Linked DNA regions of Mus musculus: region 2 is linked to region 1. A link is a contact called in public Hi-C data. All regions are on one chromosome and are shown on one strand. Each heading gives the region's core, a stretch centred on a gene start, on an enhancer-like site or on the middle of the called end of the contact. The rest is flanking DNA. Distances are from core to core; before and after follow the strand shown. Region 1 holds the start of Vgll3 (vestigial like family member 3). Region 2 has its middle 41 kb from the start of Gm52259.

The links. A called contact is a pair of places that touch in the nucleus more often than the background predicts.
Region 2: a contact with region 1 is called in a Hi-C map of adipose-derived mesenchymal stem cells, with 1.8 times the contacts expected there. The contact joins the enhancer-like site here to the promoter of Vgll3 in region 1. A contact is called at or near these places in 2 of 39 promoter capture datasets (both in the 3T3-L1 cell line), 11 of 484 Hi-C or Micro-C datasets (the AML12 cell line, the C2C12 cell line, adipose-derived mesenchymal stem cells and 4 more), 3 of 115 datasets of contacts at active chromatin or transcription factors (embryonic fibroblasts, embryonic stem cells and fibro-adipogenic progenitors) and 3 of 9 other capture datasets (adipose tissue, liver and pancreatic islet).

The regions. Positions count from the first base shown.
Region 1 is chr16:65,812,793-65,819,625 of GRCm38.p6, forward strand. Vgll3 (vestigial like family member 3) reads left to right here and starts at 2,397. Exons shown (of 4, transcript NM_001368760.1): 1 at 2,397-2,966. The coding sequence starts at 2,841.
Region 2 is chr16:65,866,800-65,873,632 of GRCm38.p6, forward strand. No RefSeq gene overlaps it. Among named protein-coding and RNA genes, the nearest start is that of Gm52259, 41 kb to the right of the region's middle. Within about 2 kb of position 2,467, at least 21 of the 459 cell types and tissues checked have an H3K27ac peak or open chromatin away from gene starts, as enhancers often do. A contact at or near this core is called in adipose-derived mesenchymal stem cells and muscle stem cells, where this site is marked.

The sequences.
Region 1 (6,833 bases), core at 1,147-3,646:
ACACAAACAAGCCTTATATCTACAGCAACAACCAACACTTGTGAAGTCTCATGCCCTGCTGGCTCTGTTCTAGGGTCAAGAGAACCTGTCAAACTGTCTTTCCATGATCAATCCAGACCTAGTGAAGTTCTGTCCAGAATTAGATTCTAGACAAAATGTGGAACAAGAAATGAGAAAGAAAAATAGCAACTAGAGCTACAATCTTCACTGGTTTGTTAATCAAAATTAGGGTGATTCCTGCTGAAGAGTATTAAGAGTCATCGGTTTAGCCTGGCGTGGTGGCGCACGCCATTAATCCCAGCACTTGGGAGGCAGAGGCAGGCAGATTTCTGAATTCGAGGCCAACTTGGTCTAAAAGAAAAAGTCATCAGTTTAAAACAGTTTGTTTCACAGCCTTCCAGAAGGAGGTCTCCTAGGAGATTGGGGACAGAACTGAGAGAGGAAGAAGCCTAAAACTCTGAGTGCTTGATTCAACTACTTCCCAGTTCATCCTACAGAGAGGTAATAAACAAATAAACAACTGTGTATAATGTATATGTCTGTGTACATTACAGATGACCTCACACATTCAGATATCTTCACTCATGCAAACCCGTGAAAAAAATAAATACATTACAAAGAAGAGGTCTTCTGTTAGATTTCTGTACAAATAGGGCTTAAAAGTTACTGCAAGCCAGTAACTTTTAGATTAGTGAGTTGTCCTTCATAAGAAAAAAAAAAAAGTCAAAGCATCAAGGCTCTGTTTGGCTTACTGAGGCTAGATCATTATTGGAATAGGTGTCCTGAAGAATGGATTAGAAGATGTTTGGTTATGGGGCTGGGGAAGTAGTAATAAGCGTCATTCAAGAATCTGAATGAGATAGCTGGACAAACTAGGGCTTACAGTAAGAGATGTAAGCAGAAGTGTAGAGTTTAGGATATACTTACTGAAGGTTAAGACCAGATGCAGGCACTGTGAGGAGAGGGAAGGTTGCGAACTTCCCAGCTATTCCCAGTTCAGCTGGGAGGTGGAGTTTTATTATCTGTGACAGACACCATTAGACAAAGTTCAGATTGGAATGTGGGTGGTGGCTGTTGTTATGACTGTACCTCGCAGAACTGCCTGGAGAGAAGCTGTAACCATGAGCATAGATCACTGGAAAAGGGTCTAACCAGGCTATATCAACTTGGGACAAAGGAGTTATAATCACATAAAGTAAGTTCTACCAGAAAGAGTACAGTTTAAAATCTGAACTACATAAACTCTCTCTCTCTCTCTCTCTTTCTTTTTTTTTTTTTTTTTTTTTTGGTGGGCCTACATAAACTCTTAATAGTCATATTTTAAGACTTGATTGATAAAAATAATGAATGAGTGAAGAAATTCCATTATGGCATAACAAAATACCAAACACAATCTTGGTGTGAGTGTTAGGGGAGATATTGACATGCCCACACACATGAACTGTTCCCCAAAACAGAGGTGGTCCTGGTGGGAGGGCATAATGGCTTCAAAGTATGATCTTTGGTTTGTGTGTGTGTGTGTGTGATTTACTCTATGCAACATTAATGCATTCGACAAAGAAAGAGACATTTCTTTTGAAAAAGACTAGGCCTTTTGGTCCTTACTGAAAATTTTCTGTTTGTCAGACAGGTAAAGGTTGATTGAGTTAGATTTGATGATTTCACTGGAGTATAACTATATTTTTAAAAACAATTTTTTATTTCAATTTGTAGAAGGTTTTAAGCTACATGCATATAAACAAGACATTAAAATGGTAGCCAATTATTTGCTCTTGCTGTATTCAAGCCAGCTTATAAAGGCCAGGAAAGATATATATACATCGCCAGGATGCCAATCCACCAAGATGTGCCTTTTAAGTGAAGATGTTGCAAGGAAACAACTATTGTTAGCCTGTGGGCACTTCAAGGCACTGTTAACTTTCACTTTGGTCTATTTTTAATGGAGGAACTAAGCCCATATTTTTCCCCCGGCCTGTTTTATAACTCTCTTTATTTACACTTGGCTTTCCTCTAATCGGGTTCTAGCACCATCGGAGTTGATGCTCTCTGAAAAAACTCCCAGAACTTGGGCAACTCTGTCCAGGCCGCCAGGTGACTGAGACTGGGTGGGGAACCTTGGAGTTTTGAGGGCGCGGAGCCTCTCGCATACCAATCTCCTCCCACCAGCATCACTGGGCCCGGAGGCGGAGAGGGCTGCAAACTTCGCTCCAATCCGCAGCCGCCCTCCCCAGGGTCCCCCTGCTGGGCGACCCGCCCGCTGTGGACCTGAGTTGATGGAACTTTTCTGATAAACTGCTCCTGAGAGCTGGGGAGGCAAGCACCCCGCCTCCCCACATTCCGGCTACCCTGCCCCCGCCTCCCGGTCCTCGCCCAGCCGCCCGCGCTAGTGATAGGACGAGTCCCGGGCGTGCATTGTGTGTATGCAAAAGCACTGCTGCTCTCCTGGAGCGGCCCTAGCCCGGACTGGGTAGCAGCTGCTGCTGGTACTGCGGAGTACGCTCCTGTCTCGGATGCGGTTGCCTGAGCCTGAGCCCAGCGCTGTCATGCTCCTGCCGCGGGGCGGGCTGCAGCGTCGTCCCGTCGCTATATAAGCGCGAGCAGAGGGGGCACCCGGAGGGGCTGAAAATGAAGGTGCCCGCGCATGGGCCGCCGCTGATTGCCAACCCCTCCCGAGCTCGCTCCCGGCGCGGAGCCCGAGGCCGCCGAGGACCCGCCTTAGCCGCAGTAGCAGCTGGTTCAGCGACGCGGACAGCAGCTGCGGCGGCGGTGGCGGTGGCGCCCCTTGCGCCAGCGCTTAGAGCGGCGGCGGCGACTCCGGGGCCGCCGCTGGCCCCGCTGCCATGAGTTGTGCGGAGGTGATGTATCACCCCCAGCCGTATGGAGCGCCCCAGTATCTGCCCAACCCTGTGGCAGCTGCAACCTGCCCTACAGCCTGCTATCATCCGGCTCCCCAACCTGGCCAGCAGGTGAGTCACCAGCCCGGCAGCCTTCCGGGGGCGGGGACGAGGGGCACCGGGTATCGGTGTCAGGCTCATGCCGTGCCCCGCCGGGTCCCGAGGCGTGAAAGATGCTTTAGGACTTGCTGGGAACCATAGGAAGAAAAAGACACTCCCGGAAGGGCAGAACTGAGCATGGCAGGGCTGGGATCCTTGGAAAGGTTTTACCTGGCCGGGGGCTTATTTGAGCTGTGTCACCTGAACTCAGAGACTCTTGCTCCCAGCTTCGCTGGTCCTTAGGACTCAGTTCCCTGAAGCTCACGAAAGGCATCTGTCTTAGGACTGTGTGAGTAAACTTTTAACTCAAATACTTTGTTTCCTTGGGCAAGTAAAGTATTTCAGCGTTTTCTGGAGTAAGTGGCAGAAGTATGTAACTGAGGTAGCAGAGGGTACCTGAGAAGGGAGCTCACAGAGCTGGGACTGGGACAGTACTGGGACTTTGAGGGTGGAACACTGGTCGGATGTAAGACACATTCAGTGTTCCTAGAATTTATCCATTGCCTTTCTCCCTGCGGCTGTGATTTAGACAGGGATTCTCAAAAGGCTCTTCATTGACTTTCTATTCCTAACAAAGCACAGAGCCTTCTGGTGTTCTTCAGTGGACTTGTGTTTCTTAGCCCAAGGTAGCCAGGAGTATCTGCATGCCTGGGCCCCACCCAGCCAAGAGACTGAAAATGTTGGTAAAAGGGACCTGGAAACTAGATGATAAGGGTAGACACTGGAAGAACTTGCCACTAGGAATTCTTGAGATTACTCTGTGGCCACACAGCAAGTGCAACAAAATTTAGTTAGAGCAATGTTAAAAACAGTAAAACGTGCCTGTGACAAGGGGCTATACTGAATCAGGGATTAGAGTAGGCTAATTCCATTGAAACTTAAAAATACAGCTAGATATAGTTAGAAAATAATGATTAACAGGATTTTCGACTTGTTTTTCATTTCTTAGGAACTGTATGTTTTATTCTGGCCTTCAGGGTTTGACCCTTGGAGCAATCTGATCTTTGAATTTCTATTTTTTCCTTTGCCCCTGTCCCTTTTCTAGAAGTATAGGGCTACTCTTTGGGAAAGAGACTATAACTCTGTATGAGATTTAGTGGCTGTCAGATTCAGCTAACTTTGAAAGGGTACAAGTCCAGGAGTCATCGTTAAACAATCCCATCTTAATGAAGACCAAATGAGACACAAGACAGAAGACCCCACTTCCTTGCTAGTATTTATTACTTACGTTAAAATTAGAAAGCTTTACTATTTTAAAACAAAATTACCTTTGATGGGAGAGATAGGAGAAGCAGTTTTTTTTTTTTTTTTTTTTTTTGTATTTTGTGGTCAAGAATGGCAAACAAAAATATTTTGACTTATCATGTTTTCTTTGACACAAAATAGTAGCGTCGTAGGTTCAATCCAGGCAGAGACCTTGGGTATTTGTCCATCTCTCATGCTGTAGAGGCCTTCAATTAACATTAGTTGGAGTGTGGATGAGCGGGAGACTTAGATGTTTTTAAATATACAGAGAATTAACTTTCTCTCCTGAAAAAGTAAGGAATCATAGATGTTGTGAACATGGTCGTCTTCTATGGAATTATGAAATTAATCCCATTGAAATATGATTGTGTAGGGAGAGGTCACCATTGTTACTCTCCTTCAGCAAGAAAAATCAAAGGCCGAATTAGACAAATGAAAAATCATTAATCATGAAAGTTAGTTTTCAATTCGAACTGTCTCTGAGTGCTTTATCTCATTTTGCAATAGACCTAAATTTGAACCCCAAATTCCCTTCTTTTGCTTAAAAACTATGAACAAACTGACAAGGAAAATAAAAATAAAGCACAAAAAGAGCCTAATCTGTCTGTGTTGGGCAGTTACATAAACTCCCAGCTTCTGCTCTAGTCTGAGCTTCTATAGACGTCTGTTAGGTAGTGCCCGAGTCTACTGGAAGGGTTTGCTTGAGAGGAGCACACTTGCACACTTCTCTCATTAAATTGGTTTCTTTGATATTTAAATTTTCCTCTAGTTCATAAACTATTTGCCTGTTATTGGACTAAAGAGAGTTGACGGCGTCATTGCTGTTCCTTTACTGTCAGAGCTTGTTTTGATGACCTATATTTTCTATTGGAAAAAAGAGTAAGTCAGGAAATTCTTATCAGCCTGACAGCATTTTTAGACTATCCAGTGCGTGGGCGAAGTGGGCCTAATATTGACTTGGCCCTAATGCCGTAGTCATCTGAGAATACATATTTTTTGTTGTTTTTGCATTCCGTAAGGTTTGATCATTATTATCCGTGAAGGTTGTTTTCTCTGTACATGGGATGTAATCCCTAATAATATTTTGTTTGGGAGACAAAAGTGAGGGTGACATCTCTTCCTGCATTAAACAACAACCACCATAAAAATAAAAACAACTGGATTTGTTGGGGGGGTGGGGAGAAACATTAAAAAGGACAGTGATGCAAAAAACATTGTGATCATTCATGAGATAAGGATGCCAGGACATTGACATTCTGGGCTGGGATTCCTGCATTCAATTGTAGCAATGTATCCCTTAGCTGTATTCTCTCCTCAAAAGTGGGATCTTCTGTTCTTGCATGTTTGTTTTTACTTTTTCTCTGGAAGGCAAGGGGATGGAATAGAGGCTCTCACATGTGCTAGGTACTCAGTCTACTAATAAACTACACACGCCTCGCTCTGAAGTGCTTAGATGTTTATGAAATAGCACATTATGATTGATCTTAAGCATGGGGTTCACTTTTCATCCCTGAATATTTTTCTTTTTTAGAAATGAAAAGAATTTATTTTCTAGCCATATGTTCAATCAGCTTTTCTGCTAAATCTGAAAGTTTGAAGCATAGCTTTTCTTTTTTTTTTTTTTACTGAACCTATTATATGTGCAAGCAGGATAAATGTTTAAGAACACCAGTAAGCTGCATATAAATGCCACACTGGTGTACCACCCCAGTTCAACCAATCAAGCTCATCTGCCAGGGTCTGAAGAGTACATTTATAATCCTTGGGTTTAATTCCTAGAGGTTGTGTGCTGGGCTTAAATCTTACAGGGAGCCTTAGTAACAGAGGCAGAATTTACTGAGAGATTCTGAGCAGCTTAGTCCTCGACCTCACCGTCTCGCCATAGCCTCTGGACAGCCCTCCTCCAGAGCTCCCTGGGAGAAGTCTTGACTCAGTCTCAGTACATGCTCTGAGGCTGATGACACTGCAGAACGTGAACAGAAAGGAATGTGCTTGTAGTCTGCTAGTGACAGTAGGAAACAGCACAATGTTTCGAAATACGACGTGTCAGGAAAAATTGAGGGCAACAATATGAAATCATAAGATTCCCTTCATACCCAGTGGACTTCTCATCTGAAAGGCAGACGGTCTGTTGTCTAAATCCTCTCCCATATTAAGAATGTTAAACTTGGGAGGTCACTTAAAGTCAAGCTTTCAGACTCACGTGGTTTTAGAAGACATGGCAAAGGGAGAACAGTAGTTGAGTTTCCACGTCTATATAGATTTTAATGGTCACCGTCCACTTCCTGTAAGTTAGAACATGTTTACTCTGTCTCCTTTAAGGGGAGCAGCTGGGTGAAAAGCAAAGTTTGATAGGCAAGCTCCAAGTGATGCTTGTGAAGAGTTTTCAAACTCACTGTCTCTTCTCTGTTACTTTGGTCAAGTTTTAAAACGACTCTGAGATGCTGTTTCTGAAATGGGAAAACCTTAGGGGACAGGAAACGTAATATAAATGGGAAAATCCAGGTCCATGGGGTTGAAATTCCAGGCTAAAATTTCTGTGCTGGTTGGTAACAGAATAAGGACCAGCAAATTTCCTTTCCTGGGGTAGCATTG
Region 2 (6,833 bases), core at 1,217-3,716, 54 kb after region 1:
TGAAGGAAGATGCACATGCTCACTACATGGCCCTTCCCCCACTTTTTTCTTATTAAATTTTCTTTAATAGAAAAATGTGCTTTTGGAAAGCACTCTTAAATAGGAATATCCTCTAGCACTGCATGTGAAATAATTTAACACATCTTCCTACCAGTTTGAAATAGACTGGGGTAGCATATTAGAGGTTTATGGGTGCTGTAAAAAATTATTAGAAATAGGATGACTTGACACAATGCAAACTGATTAGTTTACAGTTCTGTACCTATTGGGCTTCTAGCATAGTGTTTTGTCTTAGGCTACAAAGCACAGAGTACATATTGTTCTCACACTCCAAAGAACATCTATGTTCTTCCTGCTTCCAGTTTCAGAAGTCCTCCAGGTATTGGCCCCTTCATCCCTATCCAAAACCAGCCGCATTCTGGCTGATCTGCTCGTATTTGTACATCCTCATCTGCCTTATCCTTGTATAGATAATGCCCTTCTGTGGTTAAATTGATTCTCCTTATGGAATTCAGGATAGTGCTTGTGTTTCATGACCCTTATCTGCAAGGTCCCTGTTTCTGTATGGGACACAAACAAATTTAGGGGGAAAGAATATGAACACATATTATTCTACCACAATTATTTATGGCCCTTAGTGCTTTTGTTTTAAATCAGGTTATAAGCAGGAAGAACTTACTACTTCATCACAAATAGTAGAATGTATTCTTTGCTTCTGTGTTTATGTGGAATGTCTTTCTGTTAGATAATCGGTCATCAAGAAAATTTCTGCTGTTTCTTCAAATACTTCACGAAGTATCTGGGACCCTTTGGTCACAGCCAGAACTCAAAAGGGTTAGAGAACAGTTCTAGATAGATTGTTAGACAATAGTCCTTGATAGGTTCATTCTCACTGAATTGTTTTCTCTGGGGACAATCATCAACCAACCATTTAATTGTGTTGTTCAGGGGTGGGGCTTATGTCCATCCTGTGATGTGCCAATTCTCCAAGTATCTCATTGGACTAAATAGCAATAGATAACCACATTGACGTGGTAAAGTCTTGGACACTTGCATCCAGATTGAACCACTCCAGCTGCTATCAGTTAAGCGGTGGAAAAGTGTTACAGAAAAGCAAGCAGGCTTTGATAGATTTAATGTGCAAAGTAGGAATCCATATTGTGGAATGCTGTTGATCAATAAATCAGCTTCGAGGCTGCTGGAAACAACATCCAAACACAAGTGCTTTACTTTCCATACCAAGTTTGGCTGTGGCTGAATGAAGAACACCCAGCATTGATCCTTGCCTTGCACTTGTGTGAGCCGCTATTTACAGAGAGCCAAATATAGCAACAGAGGATTTAATATCTTGCCAAAAACTACAAAATCTGTTCCCCCTTAAGCATGATACTCTATCCTTTTCTTGTGGATCTTGCTAAAAGGAAAATATAGCTTTAAACTACCCAATCCCTTCTGTTGAAAGTTCCTCAGACTGTTTTAGAATGAGTTATGTGTGGTTTTTGTGGTGTTTTAAGTTTCCAAAAGAAATCACTTACATGAAAAATCTGTCTTGTGCTGGGTTTTCTTGCAAAACACAAAGAAGTTTTAATGACAGATATGTTAATGATTTTGGTGGTAGTAATTATCATACAATATGTATGTGTGTATGTTTGTGTGTGTGTGTGTATGTGTATGTCTGCATTAAACTATCTTGTATACATTGAATTTATATAGTTTTTGTTTTGTCAATTAGACCTGAGCAAAGTTGGACTGCAAGTACTTAAAAGTCAAAGATTAATGATAATATCAAGTAAGAAAACTCCTTTTTGACAGTTTAGAACTAAGCAAAGATTACTGAAATATATTAACTAATATTTTGTTGTGTATACAATTTTAACTAAAGTAATTAGCTTCAACTAATGTATTTTCTCCATTTCTTTGGTCTTAGACTATGTCTTATTTCACTTCTAAAAATTAGTGTGATAAGTAGATTCATCCAGATTTTTCTACAAAGTTGCTAATTACAGTGACTATTTTGCTCATACAGATATACATGAACACACATGCATGATTTTGAAAACAGTTTTGTAAACTGCACTAAGCAAATAGCTTTCTACACTGACAGTTTTACCAGACATTTCTTTGGGGGATTTTAAACAAACACAAGCCTGTTTGGAAATACTTGGTGTATGTAAATATGCAAAATATGTTGAGCAGTGCAGCCATGTTAAACAGCTGCAGGGTGTACTCCCTCATTCTGGAGAAGAACATTTTGGTGGTAATGATATTCGTTTTCCCATCTTGGCTTTGCCCTTCCCCCATGAATCTTCTGAAAGCACAAATCTAACACACTCTCCCACTTACATGCTAATTCCAAAAGAATTATTTCCACTGATTCCCATTGGAAAGGGTGGGTGGTGCCTTGAAGGAATGAGTCTAGAGATGTTGTAAAGGCTGAACTTTGGGGAACATGCTTGGGCTTGCATGGACACCAGCCTCACACAGAACACAGACACTCCGCAGGCAGATTCCATTAAGGCTTGTCATGGCAAGGGTGGGTGAGAAAGTCCTGTTGTGAGTGGCCTTTTGGGGGTGATGCTCCAAACTTTCTATCACAAAATAACCATTTTAAGTGTCATCACATTCTGTAACACCAGTCCCTAACCCGTTTGTGAAAGTAAACATGTGCCTGTCTCCTGAGAACCCAAGGAGGAAGAGGGGACCTCAGAGAAGCTGTAAAATGTGAGTCTGTTATTAAACTTTTGTTGAAAGACTTTAGCAAAAAGGGCTAAGAATGTGAAGGGGACCGCCTTGACTATAGAAAGAGAGTTCAGAGCAACTCCTTGGTGTCATTTAACACCCGATTTCCTCAGTTTATCATTCAGAATCAGTGGAAAGAAATCTAAATTAGTTGGGAGAAACTAAAATTACTTACAAATACAAAGAGGAGATAAGTATAAAATAACCCAACATTTTTCTCTGTAAACAGTTACCACCCACACTTGCCAAATCTTCACAGATTTACATTGAGTTTTAGCAAAATAAAATAGGAGTCTGAATTTAGGCATTGTAACTTAGAAGCTGCATATTCTTGGATAATTTCCTTGTTTCTTAATGTGGTCATCTGAAAAATGAATGTGGTATTCAGAGTCACCATTTGGAGATTATAAAGATTAACAAGTTAAGATCCTGTGATTGTATTATCACCAAGTACATAGTGGTATCTCTCTCTTTCCAGCTGAACCGAATAGCTGTGGGAATCTTCAGTTAAGTCACTGCTAAGGCCACTCAAGTGCAAGCAACAACCTGGGTTCAGCCCAAGTGTGAGCACGCCATCACCTGCAGAGCTTCACGCGGCTCCCTCTGGTTCCTGCTCTGGTCAAAGCTGAAGATCTTCAGTGTCAGAATACATTAGTAGAAAGGTCAGGAACAGGGTGTTTTGGGAGATTGAGAAAGACCAATCTGGCTTTTGTAAACCAGTTCGATTTATAACAGTCTTTGGAAATGCAGGACATTATTTCCAGTTTGGGGGATGCAGAACCAATGCCTTCAACATTCTTGTTTGAAGGATTAAAGTCTTCTTTTATTCCCTTAAGAGGCAAATTTCAAATGTTATTAAATAGTAATGGGTTACAAGAAGTGCAACATTCTTTTGTTGTTGTTGTTGAAATCTTATTTTTAATCTGAAATTATCAATCTCTAATCTCTTTTATTGGTGAATAAGATCCAAGATCTTGTTTAAAAAAAAAAAACCACAAAAGAAAGGCTGGAGAAATGCAGTTAGAAGGCTTTGCTCTCTGCAGAGGAGGCCTTTTCTTCTTGACACAGTGTGATGGCTCTCAATTGCTTGTATCTCTAGTTCCAGAGGATCTAACACATGCGTCTGGCCTCCCCTGGCATGGGAAAGCATGTGGTGTACCTACTACATATATACAGACAAAACACGCGTAAAGATAAATCTTTTAAAGTGCGTTTTAATTCTGATTTTTATATTAATATTTTTGAAGATCCCTCATTTCTCACACTGTGAATATGCACTAGGGCAAGATGATATGCTAAAACAAATAATTAAAAAGATATAAAACTGTCTTATTTCATAGTTTTGTTTTATTCTTCAAAAGTATTAAGGGTGCAAAATAATTCAATACTGTCTTTTTTATACCAGTTGTTTGTCATGGGAAAAAATACACTTTCCCATCATTTAAATCTAAAAGGCAACACCCTCATTGCAGGCTGACTATATAGATTTAATAAGATGATGCATAAAATCTGCTTGATAGTGGATTTCTTACAAATCTTGGACTTTATAATAGTTGGGAACTTTGAAAGCCACATTGAGTCGCAGCAATACTCCCAGGCCCAGTTCTTGTACTCCTATTTTAAGCAATAAAATTGAGGTATAGGGAGATCTTAAGTGATTTGTGTAACCCCTGAGTTAGCACTGAATATTTCCCCAGGCCAAATGATTTCTATGTTTGCCTCCTCCTTATTATATCAAGTTGTCTTTTCATTTACAAATCTCATTCTGGCTGTTTTCTATTTGTCTTTAAGTATCTTGAGGAGCTGTCCCTATATTAAGGTGTAAATGAATGCATTCTACATGAATGTGGTTGGAAAATGGTTTAAGTATACTCTAAACTATACCTAGCTACTAATTTGACTCTTCTTTAGATTATCTATCTTATACTATGAGGCTGATGGAGGCTTCTACATTTTTGAAATATATAATAAAAAATGTCTGCATGAAAGAGAATGGAAACGTTCTTAAAAATGGATGGGATGAATTACATATGATGTTCTTAAATGCAGATAAGCTAGATGTAGATTAATTTTAAAAACACAACTGTGTAACGGATAGTATGGATATTCATTCTTCCCAAGGTCTAGAAGGTTCCTGGTGAAACAAGGAATCTTGTAACCTTGCCCTTGATAGACTCATAATGAATATGCCTTTGTCTCTAATCCCTTAAATATACCTCCTCTATGAAAAAGCAATTCATCACCTCAGTTTGGAAGTAAATATACTAAACTATGAATGATACAGCAGAGATTCATATGACAACTGAACAATAAATGCATACCAATTCTTGAAGTGTTAAATGTTTTAGGAATACGACAGAGAGGAACAGAGCAGTGCACCAAAACTCCTCTTCAAGATTTGGGGAGCTTTCTCTGAATTACAGCCCCACTGTGAGTGTGTGTGTGCGCGCACACACACACACACACACACACACACACACACACACACACAGAGTGAGAGCGAGAGAGACAGAGAGACACAGAGAGAGATAGGGGAGGGGAGCAAGAGAGACAGAGACAGAGTGACAGAGAGACAGGAGAGAGAGGAAGAGAGGGAGAGAGGGGGGGAGAGGGGGAAGCAATTCCTACTTCAGTACTTTAAATTGTGGCTTTGCATCTTTATGTTTCCTATCTGTTGCAGCCCATTCAGCTGTGCATTTGCATAAGATAAAAGGACTATATTCTGGAAAATGTTTTTAAAGGCTTCCTTTGGAAAGAAAGAGACAGAAGGAAATGCTAAAATGTTTTGGAAAGAATTTACAGAGACAGGGAGAACATTTGTGAAGATGACACTGAATGAAGAATTTGTGTGCAAATATCTTGAATCTGAACAGAGAGAGGCATGGGCGATCTTCTGGGTGGAGCAGTCCTGTGTTTGTTTCTTAGGTAAAACACACAAGGAAGTGTATGACCATGTGAGTAAGGACAATTATTACACTCTTCAAGTACTAATGTCTTTAATATTGAATTAGTACAGAAAGAATGTGCTCTAGATTATATGAAGAAAGAAAAATTCCTGACCTACTTGTGTTGCTAACAACCCGTGCACTTCTGGAAAACAAATTTCTAAATGTCCTTCTTGTGTTTCCTCATTTATTAATTTGGGAAGCTAAAACTAGACATTCTAGGCTTCTTCCCCTTTGAGAGTTCAGTGATCGCACGTCTATTTTTTTTCCCAATATACAACTAAAGCCCATTTAGGCACCAGAGTTACAATTTTTTTCCTGGAGCTAGAACAGTTTGGAAAGAATAGTATAATTGGAAAAAAATATTTGACAACTTCTTTATATGCTAATGGGAGTCCAGGCTAAAACAGTTCAATAAAGACAATGTGAAGAGTGGAACAAAGAAAAATTCCAAAGAATCACTGCAACAAATGCCGTTGGTATTTATGTAATCTGAAAAGGGAAAAAATGAAACATAAGAGAGACATGATTCCCTTAGAGATTTGACATCCTGGAACTTGTATTTTTAACACAGTTTATCCTGCAAGGAGCCAATATGCAAACCTGTGTGCAATTTAGAAGTTTTTCTCATCCCACATGCTGGTTTGAATTACTCAGAATGGAAAATAGAAATTGGGGGGGGGGGGGTTAGAAACATTTACAGCGACTGTATTCCTAATTATGCACAACACAGTAGACATTGCAGATATGTCACTGAAGACATAGCAGGTTATCTAGCCCCACTTCCCATTCAACTTTCCCTTATTTGAGAGAGTCAAAGCCTTGTGATTTTCCTCTAGCTTAATTTTAATAATCTACACTTTGCATTGGCTTCCATAGTTTCTGCTGGCACCTTAAGTGGAATAAATTTTAATATACTTTCTCTGCATTTGCTAACTGCTTAACTTCCTGAAATCTCATCTCCTCATGGTCATCAGAAAGATATTTTTTTTCAGTAATCCAAAAGGATTTGATACCTCTTTAGGATATCATCTGGATAAAAGCTAGTGGATATGACTATGGTGCCCTAAGGGAACCCTTAATCAACCTGATCTGCTCTTCCACATATTTGAATCTCTAGCACATTCCCATTCATCAATACATTTACCA